Linked DNA regions of Mus musculus: region 2 is linked to region 1. A link is a contact called in public Micro-C data. All regions are on one chromosome and are shown on one strand. Each heading gives the region's core, a stretch centred on a gene start, on an enhancer-like site or on the middle of the called end of the contact. The rest is flanking DNA. Distances are from core to core; before and after follow the strand shown. Region 1 holds the start of Nbdy (negative regulator of P-body association). Region 2 holds the start of Spin2c (spindlin family, member 2C).

Region 1 (4,786 bases), core at 1,476-3,975:
TTGAGAGATTGGCTGTAGAATCAGGTAAATAAACTTAACACTACTGGCCTGTATATTTAGAAAAGACTAAGATAATGAGAAATATGGAATGTGTATTTTACCGAAATCAGAAACAAACAAATGGCCTGGGAGTGTAGTTCAGTTGGTCCAGGGTTCCATCTCAAGCAATGCATAAACCAGGATTAGTGACAACTATCTGTAATATCAGCACTTGAGAAGGTGGAGGGAGAAGGCTAAGAGTTCAAGGTAATCTTCCAAGACTTACTGAGACCCTATCTGTCTTAGAGAGGGTTTAACTGCTATGAACAGACACCGTGAACTCTTATAAGGGCAACATTTAATTGGGGCTGGCTTACAGGTTCAGAGGTTCAGTCCATTATCATCAAGGTTGGATCAGAGCAGCATCCAGACAGGCATGGTGCAGGAGGAGCTGAGAGTTCTACATCTTCATCTGAAGGCTGCTAGTGGAAGACTGATTTTCAGGCAGCTAGGATGAGGGTATTAAAGCTCACACCCACAGTGACACACCTACTTCAACAGGGCCACACCTTCTAATAGTGCCACTCCTTGGGCCAAGCATATACAAACCACCACTGTCTGAAAAAAAAGGCAAAACTCAAAACAAATCTAGTCATGTTATAAATAGTACAGAGTGACTATAGCAGTCTAAGTTGAAACTGTGTCACATCAAGACAAACTTATCATACATCAAACCTTCCTGATATTGCTAGAAATTTTAATTCTTGTCATTTTATCATTCATCTCTCTAAACTTGCTAAAACTATAGCAATGAAACAATTGGACCTCAATCTTTGCTCTGATTGATATATGTGGTCTTGCATATTTTTAGTTGGAACGTGCATGAAAAGATCACAAGGCTAATTATTTTGAGAACTGATATGGTCTTTAATTTGAACAATATAACAGCTGCAGTGTTCATTGGAGTGAAGGACTAACATTCGATGAGATGCAACCGTAGAAGATAAGGCATAGATTAATTATTTTCACTAAGGATGATCAGCTACCCAGAAAGGCATTTGGCAATATTTTGTGGTATTTTTGGTTATTATAACTGAGGTGCAAGAAGTACTACTGGTAGAGTCACAGCTTAGAATATTATTAAACACCCTACAGTGTACTGACAGGTCACCATCTCTCTCTCTCTCTCTCTCTCTCTCTCACACACACACACACACACACACACACACACACACACACACAACATCTACTTTCAGAGGTCATCAGCATAAGTTTTAGAAATTCTAGGCTACAGCCTTCTGATTTTTTTGCTTACTTTTCCTTTAACTTTGTCACAGCTTTTCTTCCATCTGCCATGACCTACCAGAATTCCATTTGTACTCAGTTCTATTTCTGTCTCTATTTTTTTCTTGGCATAGTACCCACACCCATAACTTCAACTATTACTCCTAGGATGTTGACTGCTATCATGTTTAAGTACAAATGTTCTTCTGGTTCTAAAGCATTCTCTCTAATATTCCTCACTGTTTTTTTCCCTTAGGATTTTCTGGTTCTAGTAGTAGCAGTTGATACCCTGATCTGTAAGGACTTAACTGGGGGCACATATTACATATTGGAGTTAGGAAAGGCAAAAATAGAAGTGATGTTATTAGATTTTAATTTTTTTTTAGTAAAAAAAAAACCCGTAGGGCTGTTGAATCTTACCAAATATCTATTGGTACCTTATTTATGTAAGAGACTGTGCTGGGTGCTTGGGGGGAAGGCAGCCATCTTAAAGGTGTGAGATAGCTATGGCAGTAACTGGTTTGAACGGATTATCCTTAATGTGGTATCATTTTGCACATAAATTATCATAGGTGGAAACCCAAATTCCAATAATTCAATTAATAAAATACAACAGAGCTTGGAGGCGGTTCGGAGTTTGTGTGACATTATAGATTGAGATTTCTCCATTATAAACCAATGAGGGTGGTAGTGGAAAAGTGGGGTTTCATTTATGCACAGGCAAGTGGCAGAGACATTAAGGTTATGGAGCGATGCCTGTCAAAGAAATTCAGAAGCTTTTTCTCTGTTTTGTGAACCTTCTGGTAACTGTTTCTGGTTCCTTACCATATAACATAGAATATAACATACCACAATAGTAAGATGAGTCATTGTTTTCCATAACCCTAAAAAAGAAATAAAATCTTGCCGATTAAACATGGAGTGTCACCCGTTGTCTGTTTTCAAAGAGATCTTGGCTGTTGGAATGAGAAAAAAAAATACAGTGAATTTTCAAAGATGACAAAATTTTAAAATTATAAAGTAAACAGAGGTCTTGGTTTATGATGAATTTATTGTGCGTCCATTTTCCACAACCGGTTTTCAATTTTAACACTGTAATCAATAAGTCAACGTGTTTGTACACAGCTTCCTAGATGGTTGTACCCCTTTCATGGCTCTGTGATGTGCTGTGCGTAAGGGACTGCAGTGTAAAACGCTTGATTTCTTTGGTTACAGCACTCCCGCGACCATGCCACACACTCATTGATTAACACCTGCCCCGTTGGCAAGTTACAGCAAATTAGTATTTTTTTAAATTAAATTGTACAAAACTCTCCATACAACTAATTAAACTGTGAGAGAGATGTGCTGTGGAAAAGCACTTTATTAAATGCGCTCCTTTTTTTTTTTTTTTCTCTTTGCATTCCATTCTCGTAGAAAGGTTAAAGTGGGCTGGGGAACGGAGCGCTGAGGAGGCGGAGAAGGGATATACGTCTCAGGATACAGGAAATACGGTAACAGCGAAACCAGGAGGAAGCCAGCCCCGTGCCTGGAGGGGATCCGCCATCTCAGATCTCGGCCTTGCCAGGGCCCACCAGAGAAAACTAACGCTCTGGTCCTGTCATACCTATGGGGGACCAACCTTGTGCCTCCGGGAGATCCACGCTCCCACCAGGAAATACGCGGGAACCCAAGCCTCCAAAAAAGCGCTGTGTCCTGGCTCCGCGGTGGGATTATCCCGAAGGGACTCCCAGTGGAGGTAGTAGCACTCTCCCCTCGGCGCCTCCTCCTGCATCTGCTGGACTCAAGTCGCACCCTCCTCCTCCGGAGAAGTAGTGAAATAGATTTTTTTCCCAGCCGAAATCAGGTCAGATTCTTTCGTTCTCATCTGGGACATCCAGGCTCTCTGAAACTTAATTATGCCTTTCCCCAGCTCTTCCCTGTTTTCCTGTTCTTTCCACAAATTCAAAGAGAAAAGAAACAAGTACAGGCATTGAAAAGTCTTTCTTTTTTTAAAAAAAAAGTATGCTTGGATGAAATAGGTATTTGATTGCGGTGAGTAATTAAGATATTTTACATGAGTTAATTGTAATTTTAAAAACTGCAGTGTTTTGATTTTCATGACAGGCCAAGGTATAGTGAGATACTAACACAATGTTCCCTGGCTAATAAATTAAAACTGGGTGGGGATTTACTATACTCTTCTGTTTTTGTGTATATATTGAAATTTTTTCCATTTAAAAATGCTTAGCCCAAGACCAAGTGTAAGGATGTACTAAAGGCCTAATGCCTGTGCCCAGAGGAGATTGTAAAGTGAGCTTTGAGAACTGGGTTTTTTTTTTTTCTGTGTAAGATGGTATTTAGTAAGTGAAAACAAGTTATAATATGATGGTCAAACCCAAGTACCATAAAAATGTGCTTGTTCAAGGTATTCAGGAATCATGGAGGATGGAGATGGCTCTTGATGGAGCCTGTTAGTCTTCAAGAGCCATCAAAGAGGAGGGGGGAATTTGTGGGTGGGCCTTAAAGGGTGAGTGACATCTACCATATGGGTTAGGATGCTTTTTAGGCCTAGTGTTTCTACAATGAAAGCCAGAGGGCAAGATTGTTCTGGGGCAGCGTGGCTGTAATTCTAAGTCTGTGAGAGAAGTGTGATACAGGGCTGTAGGCCTTGAGTGTTTTGCTAAGGAGTACGCAGTTTATTCTGGATGAACGAGTAGCATTGGAAATTTCCAAATAAGGACTATTTGTGTTTTAAGACTCTAACTCTTATTTTCACAGAACTAATAGCTCATTTGAATGAGGCTTATGTTAAAAAGAAAACAAATGAACAAGTTTGACTCAGGCTCACAGTTCTTCTTCATCTTCAATCTTTATGGAGCCCTTGCTGTGGTTAGGCCTTGAACAGGGAGGTGTGGGGGACAGATGACCAAAACTTAGCAGGAGTAAAATAGATATTTGAGCTAATCAATGAATATTATTGAGTGAACATTCTGGGTATCAGGTTTGTTGCTAAAGCATAAAAAAAATGGAGTCTCATTTCACCTAAAAGCAGTTGATTGTCATTCCAATAGGCCGGTCCTTCCCTCTTTTTTTTTTTTTTTTTTTTAAACCTCTATTCAGAGTGAAAATGGTAATTTAACAGGCAATAGGGAAAGAAATGCTCACCTAGGAAACAAAGGGGGCTATTCAGGGCAAGAAGTGTTTAAGAGCTGCGTAATTTTCCCCAGTGATTTAAAGCATACATAATTGTAATGGCGGATACTTGTTGAATTTGTGTGGTTGGTGTGTGTGTGCCATCTTTTTCTAAAGGATTTCGAATGCTTGCGTTTAATCACAACTCCACTAAAGGATGTTTGTATAGGCCTATAAGTTGCCACAAGTTGTGAGACACTTAAATGGCCTTGTTGAGATTTGCTTAAGAAAGAAAATGCAAGCATTGGTTCCAGAATTGATGCTGTGAGCTGCTGTACAGAACATACCCCCTAATTCTGTGGACCCAGTTATTGAATAGGAATGCACCATTGAATTGGGAGCTGAAAGG
Region 2 (4,786 bases), core at 1,018-3,517, 110 kb after region 1:
GTGTCTCTAGCTGCATATTTAGCGGAAGATAGCCTAGTCAGCCATAATTGTGAGGAGAGGCCCTTTGTCTTGCAAACTTTATATGTTCCAATACAGGGGAATTCCAGGACCAGGAAGTGGGAGTAGGTGGGTTGGAGAGCAGGGCAGGGGGAGGATATAGGGGAAGTTCGGGATAGCATTTGAAATGCAAATCAAGAAAATATCTAATAAAAATTGTTTTTGAAAAAAAAAGTAGGCTTCAAAAGATAAGTATGGCCATCATTGGAAAGAGAGGCCCATTGGTCTTGCAAACTCTATATGCCTCAGTACAGGGGAATGCCAGGGCCAAGAAGTGGGAGTCAGGGGTGGGGTGGGGGGAGGGGAGTGGGCAGGGAGGGTATGGGGGGACTTTTGGGATAGCATTGGAAATCTAAATGAAGAAAATACCTAATAAAAAATTCACTGACACACACACAAAAGACAAACCAATGTAAGTTGAGAGCTGTCTGTAAATGAAGTATCAATTTTTCATTGTCCATTTATAACTTTAAGGGAAGATTTGTACATGAAGCACTTTCATCAAAAATAAATAAGTAAATAAATTTTAAAAAGATAAGTATTATATAAAACAAGCATTTAGAATTTAAGAAATTGGCCAGGTATGGTGATGCATGCCTTTAATCCCAATACTCATGAGGCAGGGACAGGTTGATCTCTGTGAGTTCTAGGCCAGCCTGGTCTACACAGTAAGTTCCAGGACAACAGGGCTATATAGAGAGTCTGTCTCACAGACAACAATAACAAAAACAGCAACAAAACAACAACAAAAATCATCCAACCCACCAAACAAACAGAAATCAAGTAAAGTCAAATTTAAGAATCTCATGATTCTCCTTTAGGCTTGCTAGCAGTGTGATCATTCATAAATAAATAAAAAAATTCTTTAATATTCATGAGAGTAGATTAATGTAGTAAGAGAAAGCTGTGCTAGCTAGATGATACTAAGATGAGTAATATTTTTAAAAACTGTAGAATATCTTTTACATTATTTTATTTTGGTGGGGGGGTACATGTATGTGGAGGTCAGAGAACAGCTTGAGGGAATCAGTTCTCTCCTTCCACCATCATCTGAGTCTCCAGAATTCAAGTCAGCAGGTAAACACCCATGCTAAGCTTCTACACAAGCCCAATATTCTTATCAACTGGGTAATATGGACTTAGGTCAAAAACCCAAGGACTACCTCTTAGAAATGTCCTGTTAGGCTACTGAAGGGAACCATTAGTAGTTTTTCATACAGTATGAAGAACTTTACTTCATAAAGTATGATTGAAACTCTTTGCCATAAAACATAATATCCACATGTATATATACACATACATTGAAGACTATAAGAGTGAAGTCTGTGCTACAGAATTAAAATTTTCACCCTATTGGTGGTCTTTGTTTCTACTTTTAAAAGAGTGACTAAAAAAAAAATGAATGTTAACTCTGAAGTGAGGGTATTGTCTACTTCTCATATTGTCATACATGCTCTACATTCAGAAATATCCAAAATTGTTTTATAGATTATTTTTAACAACCACGTTTGCATAAGTAATGCAAGCTCTTTTAGGAGCATAGAAGCAAAGCACATAAGAACTACTATTTTGTGATGAGGCAAAGGGTTTGGGGAAGAAGTGAAGCTGATCTAATGTACGATTAAGAATCTTACACATGGTGCATAAAATTCTGTAGCTGGATTCCCGTCCTCAAGAAGATGAGCAATCAAGAAAACTTACTTATGAATCGGGTCAAACAAACAGGAGAGAAGAGAGCATTTTTTTTTTTTGTTGGTTTTTTTTCCCCTTCTTTTTCATCCTAGCTCCACTAGCCTAAAACAACCGGAAAGGCAGTTTTTGCATAAAGAAAACTCCATGAGGGCACGGGGTAAAGGAAAAGCAAATTCCTGAAGGATGGAAAGCAGATGCTGTTGGGGGCACTAAAGTGTAGAGTTGCAGGTGGGGGTGGGGAACCTGAACTGAAGGAGGGAATCCTTAGGAGCTGTGCGCAAGAAGGGTTGTGTGGGGGAAGGGTTGGCGTGTGTGTGGAGAATTCCTGGCTCCTGATTTGGCAGAAGAGATGAGGACAAGACCACATTCCCCAGCTTAGAACCACGGTGTGGAGTAGGAGAGGAGGCTGTTGAACCGTGTTTGGCAGGAAGGGGCGGCCTCTCGCGGGGCAGGAAGCTACGCTAGGAAAAGAGGGAGGAGACTGCAGTGGCAGCAGCGACTGCTGGAAGCTCTTAAGTGGCCCAGGTACTGCCGCCTCTGACACTCGGGAATAAGGTGAGAGAAAGCCCAGAGCGGGGACTTCCTGGATGCTCCCTTCTTTTGCCCCGCGGCTTTCCTAGACAGGCGCTTGGCCTTAGACTCCTGGCTCTGCTCTCACAGGCGCTCATTTGGCTGCTTGCCGGCTGATCATCCTTCGCTCCAGGCTCGCAGCGGAGGCAACAGTCTTCTGTCCGATTTGGGCACGTGAGTGCTGCAAACCCAGACAGTGAGCAGGTGAGCATCGGACTAGGTGCTGGAAAATTGGAATGGGTTCCTGCTTGTCAGGAAAATTGGAGGGAGTGCTAAGATTTGAGCTGAGGGAAACTCGGAACCGAGATTTGGGGGGCGGGGCACGGAGCAAGAAACCCGGGGAATCTTATACAAAGGTGGCCAGTGCATGAAACAGATTCGTGGTGCTGAGCTCAAAGGGAAACGGGGATGATTTGGAAGACACATGAAGAAGTGAGCACAGAGCAAGCATGGGTATGGGCAGTGAGGGCGGAATGAAAAGGAGGGGGAGAGTGGGTAAGAGACATAGAAATTTCACGGAGGGATATAGAGATATGGTATTGGGGTTATAAATAGGGATGGTGGTGCGGGGCAGCTGGGATGACTACGGAACTAGCAGAGAACCGGCTGTTTCTTTGCTTGGCTCTCAAGCGCTACAACTTCCACAGCGATCTCTTCACTAACTCTGTTGTGTAACCAAACAAGCCTGGAAAGAGGCTTATGCAGGCAGGCATTTAAACACATTTTGATATAGAATACTGCTACTGGACACATGTATATCATGCACAGGGACTTCCTAATCCACAGAAAAATAACCTTAATATTTGCATAGAATGTTTTTCCCTAGATTCTCTCCTCCTCTTACAGGTATGAAGACCCCTCACAAAAAAGGTGCAGCAAAAGAGCAAATGGGAGAAGGCGTAGGTCACCACATTGGCTCTACAACCATCAAGAAGAAAAAAGCTTCTCAGAAGAGGCAGAGGAGCAGATCTTCATCCCGTAGGAGCATCGTGGGCTGTAGAATTTCTCACGGGTGGAAGGAAGGAGATGAGCCGATCACACAGTGGAAAGGGACTGTGCTGGATCAGGTGCCTATCAACCCCTCTCTCTACCTGGTGAAATATGATGGGATTGACTGTGTCTATGGACTGGAACTTCACAGAGATGAAAGGATTTTAAAGCTTAAAATCCTTCCTGATAAGGTGTCGTTCTCTGGAGTCAGCGATGTGCGCCTTGCTAATACCATAATTGGCAAAGCAGTGGAACACATGTTTGAGGGTGAGCATGGCTCTAAGGATGAATGGAGGGGGATGGTCCTGGCTCAAGCGCCTATCATGAACGCCTGGTTTTACATTACTTATGAGAGAGATCCCGTTTTGTACATGTATCAGCTTCTGGATGATTATAAAGAGGGTGACCTCCGTATCATGCCAGAGTCCAGTGCATCTCCTCCAGCAGACAGGGAGCCAGAAGGAGTTGTAGATGGCCTGATAGGTAAACATGTGGAATACACCAAAGAAGATGGCTCCAAGAGGACAGGCAAGGTCATTCACCAAGTTAAAGCCAAGCCTTCTGTGTACTTCATCAAGTTTGACGATGATTTCCATATCTATGTCTATGACTTGGTGAAAAAGAACTCTTAGGGTAAAATTTGCATAGTGTGGGGAAACAAATGTGTACGTTGTAGATGTGCAAAAAACATTAATTTTTCAGTGTATTAAAAGCTTGAGAGTTTCTGATAACCCAGAAACTTTGCCAGCAATGCTGTTGTTTTTGTTCTGGAAACTACCAGTCTGTGGACATGACCTGTTAAATGTAAAAACACATTGTCTTGTGTAAGAGATGAGTATGTTTGGTGAATGGGATATGAAGAAACAGCTGTCAAATTAACCTGTGAATAAAGTACCATTATTATTATAATTAGTCATCTAAAAAATTGAATGGGAATTATCTGGCATGGTCTGGGGGAGGGAGAGGAAATAGAAATGGGATGGGGTGTTTAGAAGGGGTGAATGCTTGGGAAAGGTGCTGAGGAAGAAAGGGAGGTTCCCTGAGGGAAGCATTGTGTTTGAAGTAGAAACATACAGTTGTGTGTGTGTGGGGGGGGGGGAGGCGTGTGGGTAGGGTGGGGGGAGGGGGAGGAGATTACAGAAAGTGAGATCTTGGGTTTTTAAGGAAAGTAAAAGAAATTGAGTACAGAGGAACACAAAGAAGCTTAGAAGAGCCCCAGTGCAAGTTTAAGAATGACTTGAGGAGAGGCTAAACAACTCATAAAGGGGGAGGTAGATGAACACACAGGAAGGATGAACTCTGGGAAAAAAGGAATACCCAAAGGAGTGTTTCGAGAAAGGAGAAAGGCTTGTTAGCAGGTCCCAGGGTGGTCATGAAATCCTACAAAAAATAAAAATAAAAATAAAAGTTGTACATCTGGCTACATACACGTTGACCACCTTGGCTGGTTTCACAAAATAGTCATCAGTCAGTTGTT

Evidence for each region. A called contact is a pair of places that touch in the nucleus more often than the background predicts.
Region 2: a Micro-C map of granulosa cells shows a contact between it and region 1, with 4 times the contacts expected there. The contact joins the promoter of Spin2c here to the promoter of Nbdy in region 1. A contact is called at or near these places in 4 of 39 promoter capture datasets (cranial neural crest, liver, second pharyngeal arch cranial neural crest and 1 more), 3 of 484 Hi-C or Micro-C datasets (granulosa cells, reprogramming fibroblasts and uterus), 1 of 115 datasets of contacts at active chromatin or transcription factors (embryonic stem cells) and 1 of 9 other capture datasets (adipose tissue).

What each region holds. Positions count from the first base shown.
Region 1 is chrX:153,720,829-153,725,614 of GRCm38.p6, forward strand. Nbdy (negative regulator of P-body association) reads left to right here and starts at 2,726. Exons shown (of 4, transcript NM_027327.1): 1 at 2,726-3,109.
Region 2 is chrX:153,830,026-153,834,811 of GRCm38.p6, forward strand. It overlaps Spin2c (spindlin family, member 2C), which reads left to right and starts at 2,268. Exons shown (of 2, transcript NM_001005370.1): 1 at 2,268-2,523; 2 at 3,166-4,215. The coding sequence starts at 3,168. The coding sequence ends at 3,941.